Regions from separate parts of the Mus musculus genome. Here region 1 is linked to region 2. A link is a contact called in public HiChIP or PLAC-seq data. All regions are on one chromosome and are shown on one strand. Each heading gives the region's core, a stretch centred on a gene start, on an enhancer-like site or on the middle of the called end of the contact. The rest is flanking DNA. Distances are from core to core; before and after follow the strand shown.

What was found. HiChIP or PLAC-seq counts read pairs in DNA pulled down with a chosen protein or histone mark.
Region 1: a contact with region 2 is called in an H3K27ac HiChIP or PLAC-seq map of microglia, with 4 times the contacts expected there. The contact joins the promoter of Pik3cd here to the enhancer-like site in region 2. A contact is called at or near these places in 6 of 484 Hi-C or Micro-C datasets (the 3T3-L1 cell line, embryonic stem cells, frontal cortex and 2 more), 1 of 115 datasets of contacts at active chromatin or transcription factors (microglia) and 1 of 9 other capture datasets (pancreatic islet).

What each region holds. Positions count from the first base shown.
Region 1 is chr4:149,659,965-149,665,576 of GRCm38.p6, reverse strand. Pik3cd (phosphatidylinositol-4,5-bisphosphate 3-kinase catalytic subunit delta) reads left to right here and starts at 2,261. Exons shown (of 22, transcript NM_001164052.1): 1 at 2,261-2,433; 2 at 5,347-5,575. The coding sequence starts at 2,293.
Region 2 is chr4:149,559,421-149,565,332 of GRCm38.p6, reverse strand. Ctnnbip1 (catenin beta interacting protein 1) reads right to left here. Exons shown (of 5, transcript NM_023465.4): 5 at 1-1,128. The coding sequence ends at 1,070. Among named protein-coding and RNA genes, the nearest start is that of Clstn1, 24 kb to the left of the region's middle. Within about 2 kb of position 2,627, at least 122 of the 459 cell types and tissues checked have an H3K27ac peak or open chromatin away from gene starts, as enhancers often do. A contact at or near this core is called in frontal cortex and microglia, where this site is marked.

The DNA.
Region 1 (5,612 bases), core at 1,012-3,511, 100 kb before region 2:
CCATGGGGTCTTCCCCATGGTTAAGTGAAGTTGTTTATAGACATAATTTTCTGCCACCAGATGGGTAAATGCAGCTGTGACCTTCCTTTTCACGGGACTGAAAGACAAGAACACAAAACATCTGCTTGCCTCAGACCCAGACCTTTGGGTAGGGTTCCTCAGAAGCCCAAGCCTGTATTCATGTGACCGAAGGTACCCCTGAATTCCCAAGCTTGGAAAGAATGCATTGTAGATGCAACCCTCCAGATTCCTGCCTATTCCCCTGCCCGAATTTTAAATTAAAAAAGGAAAACTTTGGCCTTAGAAAGAGGAACCCCAAGTAGGACGTGGTTTCACACTCAGAGGAAGTAGGTACCAGCAGCTACTGGGGGTGGGGGCGGGGAGGTGAGAGGTGGGGGCACAGGAGGCATGCCCGGAGCAGCTGCTGCCCAGTGAGTCAGGCCCAGCCCAGTTGGTACCACCACCAATAGGGACATCTCTCATAAACCAAATATGTCATTTAAATCCAGGAGAATGTGACCTTGTGGTAGGCATGGACATTTTCTGTTATGTTTTGGTGTTGGGCTCCAATTCAGAGCCTCAAGCATGCTGAGCTGTCCTTGAGCTACGCACCCCAATTCACAAGTCTTTTTGTCTGTCTTTCTTTCTTTCTTTCTTTTCCTCCTCTTTTTTTTTTTTTTTTGAGATAGGGTCTTATGTAGTCGAGGCTGGTCTTGAACTTGCAATGTAGTAGAAGATGGCATTGAACTTCTGATCCTCCTGTCTCTGCCTGCTATGAGCAGGGATTACAGATGTGCAGAGCCGTACCCAATGTGTTTATGTGGTGTTGGCAAGTGAATGCAGAGGGGTGTGTGTGTGTGTGTGTGTGTGTGTGTGTGTGTGTGTGTGTTGGTAAGTACTCTACCAACTGACCCACACACCCTCAGCCTAGAATTCTGGTTTTTTTTAAAGAATTAAAATAGGGCAGGCACAGTGGTGCACTCCTTTAATCCCAGCATTTGGGAGGTTGAGGTTTCACAGAGTTTGAGGCCAACCTGGCCTACATAGTAGAGACTCTATTTCAAAAACAAAACCAAAAAACTAATCAAAATAATAAAGCATAAAGTAGACAAATTTGATTATATGAACATTAAAGCTTCTTTCAGCACTAAATGGGAAATCTGTGTGCCCCCCCCCCCTGTCTCCCCCTCCTCCAAGTCTGTGCAGTTGGGGGAGGGGGGGAGGGGGAGGGGGGGAGGCAGAAAGAATGCGGAAGCCCAAGGCTGGTGAGGAGGGTTGCAAGCAAGTGATGTTTTCTTGATATGATGTGGCTGTTGCATCCAGGGACTCACAGAGGCAGTAGGCTCCTTGCAAAGGACCTACCTGCACAAGCCTGGGTCTGTGGGTGTCCCACAGCTCGGCTCTGAAGAGTCACTAGGCAGGCAGGTTTTCAAAGCTCACTGAAAATACTAGGAATTGCTCATGAACGCACACTAGTAATAAGAGTATGAAAACATGCCTACAGTTGATTAAGTGGCTAGATTCCAGGTTGCAGTGACCTGGAAGGGGGAAGCTGGTGGCGACGGGGAGGGATTTGGTGACTGGGAGTGTGGGTGGTGAACACACCCTGTGTCCTGTGATCTGTTATGTTTTGTTATTGCTGTGGTGCTGTGGAGGGGGCAAGGGGTGGCTGAGGGTTGGCATGACCGATATCGTAACTCCTTAGATAAAGTCATGTATTCTTTCTCCGTGCGTGCGTGCGTGCGTGCGTGCGTGCGTGCGTGCGTGAGAGAGAGAGAGAGAGAGAGAGAGAGAGAGAGAGATCTCACGGTCATCAAGCTGGTTTTGAACTTACTATATAACCGAGGCTGGCTTTGCTCTCCTCCTGATCAGCCCCCTTCACCTCCCAACTATTGGAATTGTAAGCAGGTGCCACTGTGCTGTGGCCAGCTCGTCAGCGCTGGTTTTAAGCTAATTGGTCTCTGGCCAGAACATTTTTAAGAACTGAAGAGTTTTATCTTTGGTTTTCAAGCATCTACCTGTTCTTGTTTCCCACTGTGGGTCACCTGTCGGCCACAGTGCGGTCTTTTGGCCTATGGCATGTCCACCTGTAATAAGAAGCACCTCGGCCTATAGGGTGGCTTAAATTGGTGGGAGTCACAAGCCACCTAGGCAGGATGCTGCCTCATGTGTAGCAAGCTTTGCATGTCCTCCTGTGGCCCAGATCTGGCCGTCCCATTGGCCAAAGCCTTAGTTCATCATGCCTTTGCCTTTCCCACAGGAAAACAGACCTCAGAGAAGTAACACAACAGGATGCCCCCTGGGGTGGACTGCCCCATGGAGTTCTGGACCAAAGAGGAGAGCCAGAGCGTGGTTGTTGACTTCTTGCTGCCCACAGGGGTCTACTTGAACTTCCCCGTGTCCCGCAATGCCAACCTCAGCACCATCAAGCAGGTAGAGCCATGGCCGCTTCTCACACCTTGATGCTCAGGGAGACACTGTTCACAGACACAGAATTTCAGGGCAAAAACTGTGTGTGGGAACTGACCAGAGGCAGGCAGCCTTGGCTGCCATTTCTCAGGAGCAGGGCACCTTATTTTCCTTTCCCCCTCCCCTCCCCTCCCCTCCCCCTCCCGTCCCCCTCCTGTCTCCTCCTCCTCCTCCTTCTCCTCCTCCTCCTCCTTCTTCTTCTTCTCTCTCTCTCTCTCTCTCTCTCTCTCTCTCTCTCTCTCTCTCTCTCTCTCTCTCGATATAGGATCTCACTGGAGTAGGCTATACTATCTGGCCAGCAAGTCAACCTTTCTCCACCTCTTCCATACTGGGATTGCAAAAGAGTGCTATTATCCCCAGCCACTTGTTTTGTTTATAATTTACTTATTTTTATTTCATGCATATAGGTATCCACCATATGTGTGTCTGGTGTGCAACAGGGGCCACAATAGGGCTTTGGGTCCCCTGAAACCAGAGTTACAGATGGCTTTGAGCCACCATATTCTGCCGAGAATTGAACAGAGGCAGCCAGTGCTCTTAACTGCTGTGTCATCTGTCCAGTCCCCCTCTGCCTCTAAAATGTGGATTCCGAGGAACTGACTCTGTCCTGATGCTTACAAAGCACATGTCCTACCCGCTGAGCGCTTACCCTCAGCTCTTACCCTCAGCCCTTAGATGTGAAGTCTACAAGATACAATTTCTAAGAATTGTCTCAAAACCTGTGGTTTAAACTCCACTTATCATTCCAAAGTCAGCTTCCCCTTTAACAGTATGCATTTCCCTTTACTAGATTGCTAGATTGCGAGCCAGCTTTGGGGCTGCCTCTGGCTGGGCTCGCATCCCGCTCATGACTGGGCGGTCATTTTCGGAACCACTCTGTCCACAGAGCAAGGGCCTTGCAAGCCAACTCGTCTTTAGAGTTGTCACCCCGGCAGTAAACACCATTGTTAGAAAGAGGTTTGGGGTTTGCTGAATCATTTTCAGGGTGATTTACTGAGTGAGCATCGCACACATCTGGATGGCATTTGGTGGTTTCTGTCTATGACTTAGACAGGGCTCTGCAACCCACTAAGTGTGGGATCTACTGGATTGTGTTTTGAGCGGGCGAAGGATGAGACCTTACCTCGGAATTTTAAAAGCCATAAATGGAAATAGGAAAACCAACTGCAGGAACAAGAATCATCTTTGTGCCCACCCTAGATTTCCTTTAATACTATTTTTTTCCCACTATGGAAGCAATATAGACTCACTAAAATTTAGGAAGATAAGAAAAAGGCAATTAGGAGTATAGCTCAGTCAGTAGAGGGCTTGCCTACAACACATGGCTCGCCTACAACACATGGCTCACCTACAACACATGGCTTGCCTACAACACATGCTACCCTGGGTTCTATACCCAGCACATCATAAACTGGGTGTGGCCATCCACACATGGAATCCTGGCACTGGGAGACTGGAGGGTCAGGAGTTCTGGGTTCTCCTAAGCTACACAGTGAGTTCAAGGATATTCTGGGCTCTTGTCTCAAAAAAGGAGAGGAAGGCAGGCTGGCGAGATGGCTCAGCAGGTAAGGGTGCTTCCAAGCCCACAACCTGAGTGTGATCCCCAAAACCAACATGGTAGAAGGAGAAAGCCAACTCCTCAGCTGTCCACTGACCTCTGCACGGGCACCAGTAGATATGTCCTCCCTCTACCACAATAAGTCAACAAGTGTTGAAAAACAGAGAAAGAAGGAAAACCATTTGTGATTGGGCTACGTGAGATAATATAGTCAATACCTCCACTAGTTCCTGGTTTTGGTTTGGTTTGGTTTGGTTTGGTTTGGTTTTTTGAGACAGGGTTTCTCTGTGTAGCCCTGGCTGTCCTGGAAGTCACTTTGCAGACCAGGCTGGCCTCGAAATCAGAAATCCCCCTGCCTCTGCTTCCCGAGTGCTGGGATTAAAGGCATGGGCCACCACGCCCGGCGGTTTTGTTTTTTAATAAGAATTTTTATATTTATTTATTCACCTGTGTATGCCGTGGCATGGTTTGGAGATCAGGGGACAACTTGGAGGAGTCTGGCACCCCCTTCTGTCGCTTAGGGATCAAGTTCAGATGGTCAGGCTTGGTTACCTGTGCGTGTGTACCTGCTGGGCCATCTTGCTGGGGCTCCCAGCACATTTCATACCTGCACTTTAGTCTCGGGATAAATCTGACGGTGAACTTTTATGCCTCTTTTTTTTTTTTTTTAAGAAAAAAAATTTTTTTTGAAAATGTGTATGAGCACTTTATCTGCAAATGTGGTCGGGAGAGGGTGTGACTTTCACAAGAAACTCCAGTTTCAGGGCATCTTGAGCTGCCACGTGGGTGCTAGCAGCTGAAGCCAGGTCCTCTGCAAGAGCAACATGTGCTCTGAACCTCAGAGCCGTCCCTCCAGCCCCCCTGTATCTCTCAGAATGGACAATGTAACACTTGATCTCGGCTATAAGCTTTATATAGATATACTCCATGTTGGTAGTTCATGCCTGTGGTCCCAGCACTTAGGAAGCAGGGGCAGAACAAAGATGGGTCCAGCCTGGTCTACAAAGGGAGTAATGATAGTGGTACCCATAGTGATCATCTGGCGGGGGGGGGGGGGGGGTTCAAAGGTCACATATGGCCATCCTTCTCGGTAGTCAAAGGTCATCCACAAACTCCATAGAGGAGATAAAGGGCCCATTGCCCTGCCCCCACAATCGCCCCCTGTCTCAGCAACGCCCCCCCCCCACGATGAACTGAGGGCAGAGACAGGAAGTTTATCGACATGGCTAGTCTTCCGGTGTGCGAGCTTTTGTCTTCTCGGGGTCTCCCTCTGCCCCTGTGGGAGCCCTGTAAGGGCTAACTGTGACCCTCTCTCCCAGGTGCTGTGGCACCGTGCACAGTATGAGCCACTCTTCCACATGCTCAGTGACCCCGAGGCCTATGTGTTCACCTGTGTGAACCAGACGGCGGAGCAGCAGGAGTTGGAGGATGAGCAGCGGAGGCTGTGCGACATCCAGCCCTTCCTGCCCGTGCTGCGCCTCGTGGCCCGAGAGGGGGACCGCGTGAAGAAGCTCATTAACTCCCAGATCAGCCTCCTCATTGGCAAAGGTATACTTACCGGGAGCAGGAGGCTGGCCCCACGTGC
Region 2 (5,912 bases), core at 1,378-3,877:
GGATCTGGGGATGCCAAGACCTGGGGAAGTGAGACACAGGGGGCAGCAGAGAGGCTGGAGCTGCCGGTCAACACTCCTGTACTTAGCATGGGCTGGCCAGAAAGGCCTGAAGAGCTCTGCACAATCCATTCGCTCCAGGAAACTGGCTGGCTGCCAGCTCTTAGAACTGAGTACATCAATCCTGCCTCCCGGTCACCCCTGAGCTCTGGGCTGCTGGCTCAGGAGAACACAAAGCCCCTTGGGGGCCTGTTCTCCAGCTGTGGACCCCGCTCGCGCTCGCGTCCCTGGGGTCCCTTCGCTGGTGGAGGCAGGTGTGGTCATTAAAGCACGTGCATTCTCCAGGTGTACCCTCAGGCCTCATGTAACCAGCAGAGTGGAAGAAAGACCATAGCAACGGGAGTCAGGGGTGAGCCAATGGGAAACCAAACCCGCATCTTACTGCCAATCAAATCCAAACACAAACCCACTACGTGAAGGCAGCAGCCAGCTCTTTGTGTAATAAATATTGCAAAGCTCACTTCATTTCTTTCTTTCTTTTTTTTTTCAAGTCAAATATAACAATATCCCAAACCCTGTTTTCTGCTTTCAGAACAGAGGAAGTCGGTGATGTGAACAGAACACCTACAGCCAATCAAAGAAAAGACCACGTCCCACTAGCCAGCCAATCATAACCCTTTTCCAGTTTAAGCAACCAATCAGGCCTCTTCACATTCCTAAAAATGACCTAAATAAAGCACCAGAGCTCGGAGAGCTTCCGGGGAAGCCAGATACCGAGGCGCAAATGTTTAAAAAAATAAAGAGTCAGAAATAAAAATAAAAGGTTTCCGTTGGTCAAGATTTAAAAATAAAAAGGTTTCTTCCTGCAGCCAATCTCAAGTCCATCCCTTTAAGCCAATCACAAACCACCTTGATGCCAGCCCTGCTGAGTGGCGGCTGGGTGGGGAGGGTCGGATGGGGTAAGGGGTGCAAAGGGTAAGAAGACGGTGGTTTGCTACCACTCAACCGGCAGAGGAGCCACACAGATCTCTTGGCCATCTGCAGCTTCCAGGGAGTTCCGAGGGGCTTCCAGCTACTGCCTCCGGTCTTCCGTCTCCGATCTGGAAAACGCCATCACCACGTCCTCTGCACCTGCAGACCAGGGGACAAGAACTGCTAATGGCTTCTGGAATCAGGACAAGGCAGAAAGGCTGTGCTCACTGGGAGCAGCCCTCCTTATCTTCCCACCCTTGCCAAACTGTGCTGAGCTTGGAGTGCTTCAAAGGTCCGGGATGTAATTCAGCTGATAGAGTACTTGTCTTGCATGCAAAAGCCCCCGGGTTGGCCCCCTAGCAGCACATGAACTGCTGATATGGCAAAGGGGTCAGAAGTTCATGGTCATCCTTGGCTACAGTGAGTTCAGGGCCAGCCGGGGGCACATGGCAACCTAATAAAAACTACCGGGAAGGAGACAGAAGTGTTTCTAACTAAGTCCACCTCTCCTTAGACTTCCTACAGCCAATCTGGGGACATGAGTGACCCCACCCTGCTGCAAAGCTTCAGAGCCTGGTTCAAAGCCTCATAGCTAGGAGATAAGACAGGTCCTGGGGCAGGACTCTGCTCAGCCCATGTCCCTTGCTCCAAGGGCATCACATTAGGATGGGAGGTAACGTTTTCTTGGGAGCCTCTCTCTTCTCAAGTGTAGATTTTGGTAGTGGAGAGACGGTTCTTACAGAGGACCCAGGATCGATTCCCAGCACCTACACACTGGCTCACAACCCTCTGGGATTAAAGCTATGTGCCATTATGTCTAATACCCATAGTCATTTGTGACTGAAAATCAAATCAAATAATTGAAAACTGCTTACTTCTCATTGTTGTATGGTGGGGCGACACACTCCTGCATGTGTGTAAAGGTCTGATGACAACCCCATAAAACTGGTTCTTTCCTCCCACCTTTGCATGGGCTTTGGGGATCGAATTCGGGTGGTCAAGCTTGGTGGCAAGCTCCTGTACACACTGAGCCCTCTTGCCAGCCCTCTCACTATGAATGCAAACACTATTCACCTCTGCCACAGCCTCCCTTTGCTCAAACCCAGCCTTTGTTCCAAGGAGCCTGGCCACGCCCATTTCCAGCCTGCTGCCTGCCAGGCTTGACAGAAATATATGATACCCATTTCTTATGGTTTTTCTTAATCCTGAATTTGAGATTCTAGTCCAGCCACTCATGAAATCGCTCCCTTTGTCTTGTTCTCCCTAAGACAGGCTCTGACACATTGCCAGAAGAGGCAAGGGGAGGAGGGAAGGAGCAGGAAATGCTAGCCTACCCAAGCTGTCGGTACCTCCTGCTCCCTGTCCGCCTTTTCTAAAGCGTGGTGGTCCTGCATCTTGCCCTAAGCGGTAGCAGTGAGGCTGCCTGTGCCTCTGGCATACCTCCCTGCTGCGCTATGGGAAGCTATCTCCCTGGAAGACGCAGATGGGAACAGCAGGGAAAGCAAAGGCCTCCAAGGACTGGGTTGGGTTAGGTGGGGGTGGGGTGCACCAGAGCCTCCGGCACTTGGACCAGAGTCGCACAGTGTTGCTCATCCTTGTCCACACCATCCCGTGCACGCACCTTGCTGCCTGGAGGAGCCAGGGGGCACCCCAGGCAGTGCTGCGGAAGGGTGGCCCAGACGAACACGTGACATTCGGAAATCCTGCCTTCACATCAGCACAGTGGTGCTAAGGGAACGTAATCTATCATCCACCCAGCCTGTTTCTGCCTCATCGGTGTTCTTGGAAAGACAGACAAGCCTCCAGAAAGGAGCGCAGACATCTGGCTTCTTGCTTGAGAAGCCCTCAGATCCTTTCTCTGTTCTCACTCCAGTCCTGGGACCATGCACTATCACTGCAAGCAGGACTGTCGCCAGGATTACGTCATACCCTGTGTGGTGGCTGAGCTGGGTGTCTAACAGATGCTGGTTTCTCTGAGGGCTGCCTCCAGCTCGCTAGGCATGAGGGGGTCGAAGCAAGACCGTGCTGGGGAGGCGTCAGCAGAAGATGCTTCTGGGGCAATGAACGGAGACAACCCACTCTCTTCCTTCCTCACTTGCCTCGTGGGTTTTCTCGCAGGGACCTTGGGCCTCTGCAGAGAGCTGCATGTGCAAAAATAGCACTGGGTCCCCAGGAGGAAATGGGCCACTGGCTCCTTAGAGAAGCTCAAATCCCCATCACTGGGCTCTGCAAACTGCTCATGGGTCCATGTCCTGTACTCTGAAGACAGCAAGTGTGCTGGCTGTTTTTTTATGTCAACCTGACATAAGCTGAGGGTATCTGAAAGGAGGAAACCTCAACTGAGAAAATGCTCTCTTACATAAGACTGGGCTGCAGGCAAGCCTGTAGGGTCTTTCATTAATTAGTGATCGATGTGGGAGGGTTTAGTCCATTATGGGTGGGGCCACTCCTGGCCTGTGGTCCTGGGTTCTATAAGAAAGCAGGCTGAGCAAGGCATGAGGAGCAAGCCAGTAAGCAGCATCCTCCGTGGCCTCTGCATCAGCTCTGCCTCCAGGTTCCTGCCCTGCTGAGTTCCTGCCCTCGTTGCTGTTGATGATGCACTGTTCTATGGAAGCTGAGTGAAATAAACCCTTCCTCTCCAAGTTGCCTTTGGTCATGGTGTCTCACAACAGCAATAGAAATGACCTTGCCAAGGTCACACATTTACTCTGACGAGTAAGTAATAGGATACCCAGAGCAAAAGCTTTGTAAGAATTTTACCCTCCCTCCCACACTGCCAGCTGGCTAGATTCTCCCTGACTGGGAACCCACAGGCCTCATTTCAGAGTCTATGTTCTGTTTTTGGGGCTGCAGAAGGAGTCCTCAGAGATGCTCCCATCCCGCAACCATTCCCGTTCCTAAGGGATTTGCTGACCACCAGAACTTCCTTCCTTTGAAGCCAGAGAGAGGGCAGAGCATCCTCTGACCTGTTTCTATTAGGAGTGGGCCAGGCACTCAGCCTTCAGTTAAAGCCAGAGGATGCTCGCGGTCCCTCCCTTCTCTGGACGTTGGATCAGGAAACAAAAGGATGGGAGAGCTACTCAGCTGGTCATCTTGGATCCACCCCTAAAATTCAGTTCCTGAGACAAAGGGGCACAGCAGATCCCCCAAGTACCCTTTCTGCTGTCCTCTAAGTGCTCATCCTCTACCTCCAGGCCAGCAATCACTCTATAGGTAAGGCTCTGTCTTCCCCAGTGGTACCCACTGACGGCTCTTGTGCTCAGAGCATCTGTTCACTGATTCCCACCAGATGCAGGTTAGCCCAGGCACACAGGAGCTACTTGGATGCTCCTGAACATCTTTTCAAACAAACTGAGCAATAAGACAATTGAAACCAGATAATGTGTCTTGTGGGAAGCCATATGTGCCGTTGCAGAGTGGCACTGACTACTGCTGGCCACCACACATAAGTTTGGACAAACAACCAATGTGTACATATGCAGTAAAGTTTTTTGCAAAGACACTGCCTGGCCCAGGCATGATAATGAGGTTCTGTAAGGTACTGAGAGTATAACCAATCAGATGTGAGACATGCAAATGAGGTATGATAATGAGGTTCTGTAAGGTACTGAGAGAGAGTAGCCAATCAGATGAGGAACATGCAAATGAGGCTTAGTGCATAACCAATCCGGGTGTGAGACACGCCCCTCCTAGGCCTATAAAAGCAGCACCAGTTCTGGGCTCGGGGTCTTTCGCCTCTACAATCAAGCTCTCCCAATAAACGTGTGCAGAAGGATCCTGTTGCAGCTTCGTTCTTCCTGGCCAGTGGAGCGCGCGCAAGAGTGTCTCACACATATACACACATGTACACGCATGCATGCACACACACACACACACGAACACACAGGCACACACATACACACACACACGGGTACTTGTCCTATGAATATAAACCAAGCTGTTTAACAGAATGTTAGCAAATTACGAAGAGCAACGTATAAAAAGGGTTCGTATTTCCAGACCAAATGAGATTTACTCTAGGAATGCAAGGTTGGCTTAACATCTCAAAATCAGGTGATATAATATAGTCTACCAACAGCATAAAGGGCAAACCCCACACAATCCTCTTAACAGACACAGAAAGTGAATCTAACAGAATCCAACATCCCTCGTGATAGAAGATGCATCAGAGAGGTTCCACCTGTCAAAAGGTGTCTCGTGACAGACTTGCCTTTGACTGACGAAGCCTTTTCCTTTGTCTCCCTGGTGCTGACATTTCAGGACCAAGACACCATACCTGGCTTCTCTAGATTGTTGTAAAGGTTCATTCCTGGGCAATTAGGCAAAAGTAATATGGTCTACACATTAGCAGAAGGACCTACTTCTATTTGTGGATGTCATAACCTTATAAGTAGAGAATGCTCTGTAATATCTACTTACTACACAGCTCTCAGAAGTAGTGACTGATACCCGTGTGGGGCATAAGGCCAATGTGCACGTCTGCCTGCAGACACTGCAATGAGCGGCCTGAAAAGGAGGTTAAGGAAATAACTGATGGTATTGTATCTTCCTAATGATACAATAACATTTAGGAACAAACTTGTTCACACTTGTTCATTTACTCGTGTGTGTGTGTGTGTGCGCGCGCGTGCGTGCACGCGCGCGTGCTCGTGTGTGCATGTGCATCATGGCAGAGGTCAAAGGACAACTGCAGGAGTCTGTTCTCTCCTTCCACCATGTGGGTCCTTGGAGTTAGAACTCAGGCACTGTTTGTTTGTTTGTTTGTCTGTTTTCTGAGATAAAGTTTCTCCATGTAGCCCTGGCTGTCCTTAAACTTGCTCTGTGCCTCTGTGCTGGGACTAAAGGCATGCACCACCTCTGATAGGCTAGGCCTTTCACTCTTACCACTCAAAGGGAAAAAAAAAAGTTGAAGTCTATCATCCACTCACCACCAACCCTATTCT